Regions from separate parts of the Sus scrofa genome. Here all the other regions are linked to region 2. Evidence: chromatin contacts called from public HiChIP or PLAC-seq data. All regions are on one chromosome and are shown on one strand. The core of a region is the stretch at or near the end of the contact, and the rest is flanking DNA. Distances in the headings are between cores, read along the strand shown.

What was found. HiChIP or PLAC-seq counts read pairs in DNA pulled down with a chosen protein or histone mark.
Region 1: an H3K27ac HiChIP or PLAC-seq map of alveolar macrophages shows a contact between it and region 2. The contact joins two enhancer-like sites. A contact is called at or near these places in 10 of 47 Hi-C or Micro-C datasets (alveolar macrophages, embryonic fibroblasts, epiblast stem cells and 5 more) and 1 of 2 datasets of contacts at active chromatin or transcription factors (alveolar macrophages).
Region 3: a contact with region 2 is called in an H3K27ac HiChIP or PLAC-seq map of alveolar macrophages. The contact joins two enhancer-like sites. A contact is called at or near these places in 1 of 47 Hi-C or Micro-C datasets (embryonic fibroblasts) and 1 of 2 datasets of contacts at active chromatin or transcription factors (alveolar macrophages).
Region 4: an H3K27ac HiChIP or PLAC-seq map of alveolar macrophages shows a contact between it and region 2. The contact joins two enhancer-like sites. A contact is called at or near these places in 1 of 47 Hi-C or Micro-C datasets (embryonic fibroblasts) and 1 of 2 datasets of contacts at active chromatin or transcription factors (alveolar macrophages).

What each region holds. Positions count from the first base shown.
Region 1 is chr1:118,974,670-118,977,369 of Sscrofa11.1, reverse strand. No RefSeq gene overlaps it. Among named protein-coding and RNA genes, the nearest start is that of FAM214A, 18 kb to the left of the region's middle. Within about 2 kb of position 1,404, at least 5 of the 83 cell types and tissues checked have an H3K27ac peak or open chromatin away from gene starts, as enhancers often do. A contact at or near this core is called in alveolar macrophages, where this site is marked.
Region 2 is chr1:119,974,115-119,976,814 of Sscrofa11.1, reverse strand. TMOD2 (tropomodulin-2) reads left to right here. Exons shown (of 10, transcript XM_001925676.5): 7 at 1-39. Among named protein-coding and RNA genes, the nearest start is that of TMOD3, 27 kb to the right of the region's middle. Within about 2 kb of position 1,379, at least 1 of the 83 cell types and tissues checked has an H3K27ac peak or open chromatin away from gene starts, as enhancers often do. A contact at or near this core is called in alveolar macrophages, where this site is marked.
Region 3 is chr1:119,362,837-119,365,536 of Sscrofa11.1, reverse strand. It overlaps MYO5A (unconventional myosin-Va), which reads right to left. Exons shown (of 42, transcript XM_001926768.7): 33 at 914-988. Among named protein-coding and RNA genes, the nearest start is that of MYO5C, 43 kb to the left of the region's middle. Within about 2 kb of position 1,381, at least 21 of the 83 cell types and tissues checked have an H3K27ac peak or open chromatin away from gene starts, as enhancers often do. A contact at or near this core is called in alveolar macrophages, where this site is marked.
Region 4 is chr1:119,337,818-119,340,517 of Sscrofa11.1, reverse strand. The region is part of intron 25 of MYO5A (unconventional myosin-Va); the gene reads right to left. Among named protein-coding and RNA genes, the nearest start is that of MYO5C, 68 kb to the left of the region's middle. Within about 2 kb of position 1,392, at least 1 of the 83 cell types and tissues checked has an H3K27ac peak or open chromatin away from gene starts, as enhancers often do. A contact at or near this core is called in alveolar macrophages, where this site is marked.

The DNA.
Region 1 (2,700 bases), core at 155-2,654, 1.0 Mb after region 2:
TAACTTCCAGGATTGTGAAACAGAAATTCCTGTTGTTTTAGTGCCCTCCTACCCCACCCACCCCCAATCTGTGGTCTTTTGTTATGGCAGCCTGAGCAAAAGACCAACACAGGCTTTGCAGTGTCTTCATGAGGATTTGCCCTTGGGGTAACTGCAGTTTTCCTCCCTGCTTTTTATTCACCACTCTGGTTTCAGCCAGCCTTTTAATCTCTGCTCCAGGGAAATTTCCCTTACTTCCTACAATCTCAGTGTATTTCTTTGCAGGTCTAGTTGTTTTGTTGGAGGTTCTATTCAGAGTATCCAGTCTGCCCTGTGGCCAGCAGTGCCTCAAATACTATTGTTTTCTTTTTTTTTTTTTTTGTCTTTTTGCCTTTTCTAGGGCTGCTCCTGCTGCATATGGAAGTTCCCAGGCTAGGGGTCGAATTGGAGCTGCAGCCACCGGCCTACACCAGAGCCACAGCAACGCGGGATCCGAGCTGCGTCTGCAACCTACACCACAGCTCACGGCAACACCGGATCGTTAACCCACTGAGCAAGGCCAGGGACTGAACCTGCAACCTCATGGTTCCTAGTCAGATTTGTTAACTACTGAGCCACGACGGGAACTCCTCAAATGCTATTGTTTTCTTAAGTACCAACTTCACTGTTCTTTCTCCTACAGCTTTGAGAGTCATCTCCCATAGGAATCACCCCACTACCACCACCACCACCTTAAACTCTTAGCATTTATACACACATGATTTATTGCCATTTGTGCTACCTTAGAATTAGCCACCAACTATTTCCTTGAAATCAGAGGCCAATTCTGTCCCACAGTTCATAAGGCAATCCCAGACACTGAAGGGGCTGATTTCATGTTTATGAAATGAGTGAATAGAAAATGAGAAGCAAAGGGTCAAAAATCTGTGAGCTGGGAGTTCCCTCATGGCTCAGCAGATTAAGGATCTGGTGTTGACACTTCTGTGGCTCTGGTTACAGCTGTAGTGTTGGTTCTATCCCTGGCCCAGGAACTTCCACATGCTGTGGGTGAGGCCAAAAAAAAAAAAAAAAAAAAAAAAAAAACCCTGTGAATTATTATTTGAACAGACTACATTAACCATAGGAATGATTTTGGATATTAAATGATCCAAATATGTTTTAACCACATAAAGATCACATTTGAGGCCTGATTCACAGAGAGTCTTCGAGGAGTTAATGAAAAGACCTTCCGTTATTTTCTTAGAAACAACCCTGAAGGAAATGAACATTGAAGTGGATCAGATCAGTAACCCTAAATTGTTTCGCAAGTCCTGCTCTTCCTGAGAAACAACACAAATAATAGAAACTAAATTTATCTTGCACTGCCTCACACCAGAAAGGAAAATACAGTCACCTGTTGTGACTCATGCAGCTTATTTGGCAACAATTTCCAGATTCCTCTTCCAATTAAGAAGTGAGACAGAAGAACCAAGATTGTTTGGTTAAGTTTATGTAGCAATAGTTATTAGACTATAACCACATGAAGTCACTTACTATATGGGAACTTAGTATGTAAATTAATGCTGAGTTTTAAAGTTTCCAAGATTTTAGGTTTCTTCCATCAATTGTGTCATTTCATATTGTTGAAGAAATAAAAATGTTAAGTGGAATGTAAAATCTTAATAGTTATATAACTGTGTGGTCAATTTTATTTCATGGTTTTAGAGTTTGATTTTTAAAAAGCTAACAGATAAGACCAACATGAAGAAAAGAGATGAACAGCTGGGAAGCAGCAAAGGAAGTTGGCAAGGGGCCACAGCTGAGAACAGTCGGGTACCAAGGCTACCTCTTTGAGGTGACTTCAAAATCTGGAACCGACCTTCCTCCCATGCAGCCCTGAGGGCTCCCTGAATGCTCCTTCCAAAGCATTTGGAATCTGGAATCTGGAACAAAACAGTCAGTTAAACACTGTATATTACCCTTTCCTGACCAGTAACTGGGAGCATTCTATGTCAGTGACATGAGAGCAGCCAATTCTTTGTTTACCGTGATCTGAGAGACGGCTGGGAGCAACCTTATTCTTAGACCAGTGTAAACACAAAACCCCTGGACAGAGTGTGATTTAGATTGATCAATGTGCTCCATTTTTTGGAAAGCTATGGAATGAAAGGATCACGTAGCCTTGTAATCAGAATTTTGATAGGCTTGTAACTTCCCATTATTTCTTTTTCTCCCCCCGCCCCAGCCGTTTTTAGGGCCATAACTAAGGAATATGGAAGTTCCTGGGCCAGGGATCGAATCAGAGCTGCATCTGTGACCTACACCATAGCTTGCAACAACGCCAGATCCTTAACCCACTGAGGTAGGCTAGAGATCGAACCCACATCCTCATGGATACTGGTCAGTTTCTTAACTCACTGAGCCACAAAGCAAACTCCTTCCATTATTTCTTATTTGAAGCAAACTCACTACCTGCTTAAGTTTACCTTCTTTTCTCCTAAGGGAAGGGATGATTATTTCCAAATGGGACCAGACAAGTTACTTTCTAGCCCAGCACTTGCTTTGCCAGTGGGTTACAGGGATATATATTTACCTAAGTGATATGTCTGCATCCCTCTTTTGTTAATAAATCTGTAAATCAGTATCCCTTCACTCTCTCATTTGGTAAGAAAAAAAATCCATGATCCCCCAATTTCCTAAGCATCAATCTTTCTGTGTAGCACACACACTTCAACTTTGTCT
Region 2 (2,700 bases), core at 130-2,629:
AGCCTGGCGGCAACCCGAAGCAATGACCCTGTGGCAATTGTGAGTAAAATTCTTAAGAGTAACATGAAAGGATAACTTGATCCCCTTGCTGTACAGTGGGAAAATAAAAAAAAAAAAGAGTAACATGAAAATATTTAATTCATTAGAAGCTATTTTTAACTTGTCTTATCAATTAACAATTTTTATTTTTTGTTTTTGTCTTTTTAGGGCCACACCCAAGGCATATGGAAGTTCCCAGCCTAGGGGTCAAATCTGAGCTGCAACTGCTGGACTATGCCACAGCCACAGCAACGCCGGATCCTTAACCCACTGATTAAGGACAGGGATTGAACCCACATCCTCATGGATGCTAGTTGGGTTTGTTACCCCTGAGCCATGATGGAAACTCCAATTAACAATTTTTAGCTCTGATAAATTTATTTTCTTTATCGTTAATAAATAAGTTATAATGAGACAGTAAAACAAGAACCCAACTGCCAGACACTTTGAGCCCACTGGAATTTTGTTAGCACTACACTTTTAGGAGAAACAAGATTAGGCCTTTAGCTAAATAAATATTTAGATTTTATTCTGTGCTTAGTACAAATTTGCTGAAACATTTTCACCTACAACATTCTGTCATTGTAAATGGATATTATAAGACCCATCAAAGCCTACAGGAACTCGACCCATAAAAAGATGTTAACATATTTCATTTTAACCTTTGAAATGGATTGATATATCTCAAAAATATTTTAAACCACCAAATCTTGTAATATTTTTTTGTTTGATACTATTAACCAGTGCTAAAAGAAAGAAAAAGAAAAACAATGGGAGTTCCCATCATGGCTTAGTGGTTAATGAACCTGACTGGCATCCATGAGGACACAGTTTTGATCCCTGGCTTCACTCAGTGGGTCAAGGCTCTGGTGTTGCCGTGAGCTGTGGTGTAGGTCACAGGTGCGGCTCGGATCCCCCATTGCTGTGGCTGAGGCATAGGCAGGAGGCCACAGCTCCAGTTAGACCCCTAGCCTGGGAACCTCCATATGCCTCGGGTGCAGCCCTAAAAAGACAAAACAAAAACAAAAACAGCAACCACCAAAAGCCCTATTCCCTCTACTTGCTTTAGATAATTCAAGTAAATAAGGAAGCCCCTGGTCTCCTGTAAATACTGGTACCATTGCCATTGTCAGTGTTAATCCTCTTAGTAACAGCTTGCATTTCTTGAGTACTGACCTCTGTGCTTTACACGCATCATCCCATGTAATCCCCACTAAAATACAATGATGTATGTACTATTATTAGTTCCAACTTTAACAAATGAGCAATCTGAGGCTCAGAGAGGTTAAGAAACTTTTCCAAAGTAACACAACAAGCACGTGGTAGAGCTAGGGTTTACCACCAAGTCTTTCTGGTTCCTCAACCAGGATGCCTAACCACCAAGCTATGCTGTACTTACAGTGCCTCACTGCCATGCATTTGCAGAAACATGCCAGTTAGCAGCAGCCTGAGCAGAAGCCTGTGGTTCTACAGCATCTGAAGCTCAGCACTTGAGTTAGACTGGGAAAATAAAAGTTTTCTTGTCTTGAAGATGTGATTTAAAGTAATATGTCTTTTGGCGGATCTAAAATAGCATTAAAAATGGGTAACATGGGGGCTCCCACTGTGGCACAGCAGCATCAGTGGCATCTCTGTAGCACCAAGAATGCAGGTTTGATCCCAGTCCTGCCCAGTGGGTTAGAGGACCCAGCATTGCCACAGCTGCAGTGTAGGTCCACAACTGTGGCTCAGATCTGATCCCTGGCCTGAGCACTCCATCTGCTGTGGGGCAGCTGAAAAAAGAAAAAAAAAACAGACACATGAAAGTAATGATGACCCATCATGGTGCTGGCACAGAATAGATGTTTGAAAAATCCTTGTCAAGTGAAATGAATGAATGAAGATACCCTTCGCCTCTTAGCAATAGACAATATTTTCTGATGATAGCAAACTTTAAATAAGCACTTAGGTAGAAAGGGACTAAGCTACAAAATTGATGTTTTCACCAGCAATCATTTCATATCTAAATTTGCAGGTTGAAAGCAATTTTTGAAACTTACTATTAAAATATAAAAAGGGCAGAACTAGAAGGTGAAATTAGCAATTTAAGGGTTCATATCTTTGTATGATTTTGTTTATAATCTCTACCCTTTAGTAGGTTTGCTTTCAATAAAGCAAAAATATTCACAATATATTTTGTATGTAAGTAACCAAAGGGGTAAATAAAGAAATGATTTGTCATTTCTATTTAACATACTGTTTATAGTAAAATGGCAGGGATGTGAATAGTTTATAATTCATTGTCAGCACTACTAGTAAATGATCTAACTTCTACTCTAGGTCAAATAGATAACTTGCTGGGTTTTTTTTTTTGTCTTTTTTTTCTGTCTTTTCTAGGGCTGCACCCAAGGCTAAGGGTGCAATCGGAGATTCCAGGCTAAGGGTGCAATCGGAGCTGTAGCTGCTGGCCTACACCAGAGCCATAGCAACGCCGGATCCTCAACCCACTGAGCAAGGCCAGGGATCAACCTGCAACCTCATGGTTCCTAGTTGGATTTGTTAACCGCTGAGCTGCGACAGGAACTCCCTCAAATAGATAACTTGTTAAATGGACTAAATAAATTCCAAATATAATAAGCTCTTTGATACTATTTTTAATCCAACAACTATGTATTGAAAAAA
Region 3 (2,700 bases), core at 132-2,631, 610 kb after region 2:
TGTGGCTGTGGTGTAGGCCAGGAGCTGCAGCTCCAATTCTATCCCTAGCCTGGGAACTTCTGTATGCTGTGGGTGCGGCCCTAAAAAGAAAAAAAAAGTAGAAACTGTTGTAACTGTCTCTCTAATTGAGAAGTCTTCCAAATGACAGGCCTAATTAAAGACTGAGGGAGTTCCTGCTGTGGCTCAGTGGTAACAAAACTGGCTAGCATCTATGAGGATGTGGGTTTGATCCCTGGCCTCGCTCAGTGGGTTAAGGATCTGGCATTGCTGTGGCTGTGGGGTAGGCCAGAAGCTGCAGCTCCGATTCGACTCCTAGCGTGGGAACTTCCATGTGCTGCAGGTGTGGCCCTAAAAAGAAACAGACAAAAGCAGACCTAGAACTTAGAAGGGAAATGAATCAGTGCTGTCTGTGATTATTATTCAGGTTATAGAGGGAAAAAAAAAGCTTTTAAATACAAATATTCATTCATTCTCCAGTTTAGGTAGAGCTGATTTAGATACTAGATCAATAATCCAAAAGGAATAGTTGCTAACATTTCAAAGTGTTCAGTGCACTTCTTGGATTTTGCTTTATCTTTTTTTTTTGGTAAGATTTTAATTTTTTTTCTATTATAGTTGATTTACAATGTTCTGTCAATTTCTGCTGTATAGCAAAGTGACCCATACTTTAACTTTCAAATCACACTTTGCTTCCATCACACTGTAAGCCTAATGTTAATAACAAACCAAAGGTGACAATGGACACAGGACACTGATAGAGGTGACACCAGTGGCTAAGACAGCTGTGGGGAGAAAGAAGTTTTGTAAAAGTTTCTGAAGACGTCCTGGGGTGGGACAGGCAGCAGTGTGCTCTCCCGTTATAAAGGGCTAGAAGTAGCAAGGAAGACAACAGAGAAGCACTCAGTTTACATACAATCATCCGTTTGTAAAGTGAAATCCGATATGACTGATACTTCTCAGGGTCATCTGCATATAATTCCTCAAAATACTGAAAAAACAGGTACAATGGACATTTGTTTTTCCTCTGTCTTTGAGGGGAAGGCTAGCTCTCAGCAAAACCAATTTTTAAATATTTTAAAACACAAAAATAAAAGTATATATTCAAGAGGCTCTGATCTGCCATCTGCCACTGCCCTCTGATTTTTCTAGTACAGATAATTCTGATTATATATACCATCAATTCTCACATGCTCAGAGGAAAAAGGCTGTGTTGGCAGGTAAACAGAGCAGTGGTCCATAATCCCCACAGTAGGCTATTTCATTCCTCAGACCTGCTCACAAGCTGCTGCACTTTTTTTTGCTGCCAGTAGCAGTGGCAGGAGTAGGGAAGGCAAATAAAATGAAAGTGAAAATAATGGCAAAGCTGAAAAGACTAATGAGGAACTAGCTACATGCCCTCCTTCCCTGAGAGGCAGCTTGGGGGCGGCCTGGGAAGCATGTTCACTGGAAAAGAGAGAACAACCTCTTCTGTTGGTGTTGAGGGAGGAGGGGATTGGGGGTGGGATTTGCAGGGTAGAGTTTCCAAGACCTCTAAGCCTAGGCCCACTGCTGCTTTAATATTCTATCCAAGTGTTTCCTCAAGAAATGCACAATTAAGACTGAGAAACTATTTGAAAAGTACATCACTCCCTGAAGTTTGAATCCATTCGCCTGAACTAGCGGTCACTGAGGCAGGAGAAGCAGCTGAGCCATAAAGGGATTTCCCAAAATTCAAACTAGATTTCACCAGCTTAGTATGCAGGGGCTCTGTTTATTTTTGTACTAGTCATAAAAAAAAAAAAATTGAGAAGAAAATTAATACTGTGCAAGGGTGCAAGGGAAATGCTTAACCAACTTAGTGGAAAAAACTCTGGGCATCTGCCACCCAGAAGCATCTTTATCCCAAGGTTTCACTTTGTTTTTTAAGACAATCATTTAAAATTAAGCACAGAATTTATATGCTAATCAATCATTATTATATTACTCAGTATATTTATCAATTCTTAGTCATTAAAGCAACAATATACCTGAGAGTATAAAACATCTCAAAAATATTCCATGATTCAGGAGATTTTCTCCCATAAATAAGTGATATTTCAGTCACTTTGAAAAGAGTCCAAACCCTGCCCTTAGCCACTTCTCCCATAATGCAGTGTCCTCAGAAGGACAAACAGACTGGGAAAAGAATACTTTTAGGTTTTGCTTCAATTAATATAAAAGATGGTTGAAGAGATAACCCAGAAAACTATTTGTAATGTAAATGATCACGAATAGAATAATGGAGGAATAATTCAGATTGGTAAATCTTCAGAGAAAATTCAAACTATTTCATTACATGTCATTAAAACCCTGAATTAAAAAACAAAAGCAAAAACAAATGACCACTAGTCCTAAAGAGCTTCTATCAAAACTAGTCTGAGGAGTTCCCGTCGTGGCGCAGTGGTTAACGAATCCGACTAGGAACCATGAGGTTGCGGGTTGGGTCCCTGCCCTTGCTCAGTGGGTTAAGGATCCGGCGTTGCCGTGAGCTGTGGTGTAGGTTGCAGACGCGGCTCGGATCCCGCGTTGCTGTGGCTCTGGCGTAGGCCGGTGGCTACAGCTCCGATTCAACCCCTAGCCTGGGAACCTCCATATGCCGCGGGAGCGGCCCAAGAAATAGCAACAACAACAACAACAACAACAAAAAAAAGACAAAAAAAACCAAAAAAAAACTAGTCTGAC
Region 4 (2,700 bases), core at 143-2,642, 640 kb after region 2:
CTTTAATTTTTTTAAAAATTAATTCATAAATATGAGTGATTCTATTATTTTCCTGACACTGGATTCTTTTTTTTTTTTTTGTCTTTTTGCTATTTCTTTGGGCCGCTCCCCCGGCATATGGAGGTTCTCTGGCTAGGGGTCAAATTGGAGCTGTAGCCATTGGCCTACGCCAGAGCCACAGCAATGCAGGATCTGAGACGCGTCTGCAACCTACACCACAGCTCACGGCAAAGCCGGATCCTTAACCCACCGCAAGGGCAGAGACCGAACCCGCAACCTCATGGTTCCTAGTCAGATTTGTTAACCACTGCACCACGACAGGAACTCCCCTGACACTGGATTCTTAAAGAGCTACTTGGGAATACTACACATGGGAGTTGAATGTTTTCCTTTAGTTTGTAAGGGGCAATTTGTAAGCTTGGCCTTTACAGAGGTAGTTGCAGGAAGAAATGCAAACCTGGAAGTCTTAAGTAATTAGAAGTATAAAACACTGGAGTTCCCATTGTGTTTCAGCGGTAACAAACTCAACTAGTATCCATGAGGACATGGGTTTGATCCCTGGCCCTGTTCAGTGGGTTAAGGATCTGGTATTACCATGAGCTGTAGTGTAGGACGCAGACATGGCTCAGATCTGGTGTTGCTGTGGCTGTGGCATAGGCTGGCAGCTGCAGCTCCAATTCAACCCCTAGCTTGGGAACTTTACCCCAAAAAGATTTTTTTAAAAAAGTATAAAGCACAGTCATAGTCTTAGTCTGATATGTCTCTCCTGCCCAACCTCATTTCTGATAATCTCTATTTTTCTATTACCAGCTATATAGATTTCCACCTTTCTGATCCTGACCACACCCACTCAGAATTGTAGGGTGGTCACAGGAAGCCTGTTTATTAGAGAGAAAAACTTTATTTATTGAACACTTACTATGTATCAAACACTATTGCAAGTGTTTTATAAAAAATTAACTCATTTATCTTCAAAACATGACCATAAAGTAATATAACAGCATTAAAACTTCCACAGATAAGCAGTTCCCGTCGTGGCGCAGTGGTTAACGAATCCAACTAGGAACCATGAGATTGCGGGTTCGATCCCTGGGCGTTGCTGTGAGCTGTGGTGTAGGTTGCAGACGCGGCTGGGATCCCGCGTTGCTGTGGCTCTGGCATAGGCTGGTGGCTACAGCTCCGATTAGACATCTATGCTGGGAACCTCCATATGCCGCGGGAGCGGCCCCAAAAAAATAGCAAAAAGACAAAAAAAAAAAAAAAAAACTTCCACAGATAAGGCACAGACAGACTGAGGCTAAGCTTATGGACTCGGTCCCAAGGAGAGTTAGTGTTGTCTGCCACATGGTAAAGACAGAACTCCTAACCAAAACCAGCCACAACCAGCCACATTTCAGACGCATGCACTTAGTCACAAGGAACAAGCATGACTTGTTCAGTCAACAGTTTTCCTCATTATTGAGATAAGACTTCCGGTACACGACCTACTGCTGGTGGTCAGGGCATGTGATGGACACTAAACAGTATTGTGATTTCTGGAACACAAGGCATATTTCATAATTCAAAAAAAGATGAAAAATGTCTTAAACCCTGCTCTCATCTATCTCTTTTTTTAATGATTTTTATTTTTTCCGTTACAGTTGATTTGGGATGTTCTGTCAAATTTCTACTTATAGCAAAGTGACCCAGTCATACATATATATATATACTTTTTCTCCCATTATCCTCCATCATGTTCCATCACAAGTTAGTAGATATAGTTCCCTGTGCTTTATAGCAGGATCTCATTGCTTATCCATTCCAAATGCAATAATTTGCATCTATTAACCCCAAATTCCGATCCATCCCATTCCCTCCCACTCCCTCTTGGCAACCACAAGTCTGGTCTCGAAGTCCATGAGTTTCTTTTCTGTGGAAAGGTTCATTTTTCTTAACTTGAGAAAAGTCTTGACAGAAAGCAAGTGAGACAAAAAGGTTACTGCCCCCGCCCCCTCAAATCTGTAAGAATCTGGAGAAAACGCAAAAAGAATAGACACCCTGACAAAAACCATTATTAGTAAAATATAAGGTAAATAATATAAGAGTTTTTTAGTTTAAAAATGTAATGTGCTCAATCAAAACTACCAACAAGAGGCCTCTTTTGGTTTAAAACAGAATAATTTGCAGCAAACACACCCTTTTGTCCTGGCTTTCCCCTTCCCATGTAGGAGATGCTCAAGTGGTGTTATTAAAATATTAAATATTTAATTAAAATATTAAAATAGACAGTCTATAAGTACACTTCTCTCTGACTTGTGGGGGTGAGTACTTCCATGAAGACAAAGACGATGCAATCCTAAAACCTTCATATCCACTAGGGGCTCAGAAGCTGTGATTTTGAAATCTTCAAAGTCCAACTTTGTGGTAGTCTCCAAAGATGGCCACCAACAATTCCTCCTAAGGATTCTTTCCTCCTATTAAGAGATAGAATCTGTTCTCCTCTCCTGAATCTAGAATAGCCTTGTAATTTGCTGTGACAGTAGCAGAATTGACACTGTGCCAGTTCTGGGCCCAGTCCTAACAGGTCTGACATCTTTTGCCCTTGCAATATAGAACCCACTCACATGGAAGGAAAAGTCACATGGAGAGACCCAAAGAAGAGAACCTCACACACCAACTGAAAGCAGGGAGATACCCCAATCAAAACCAAAGACTGTGAGC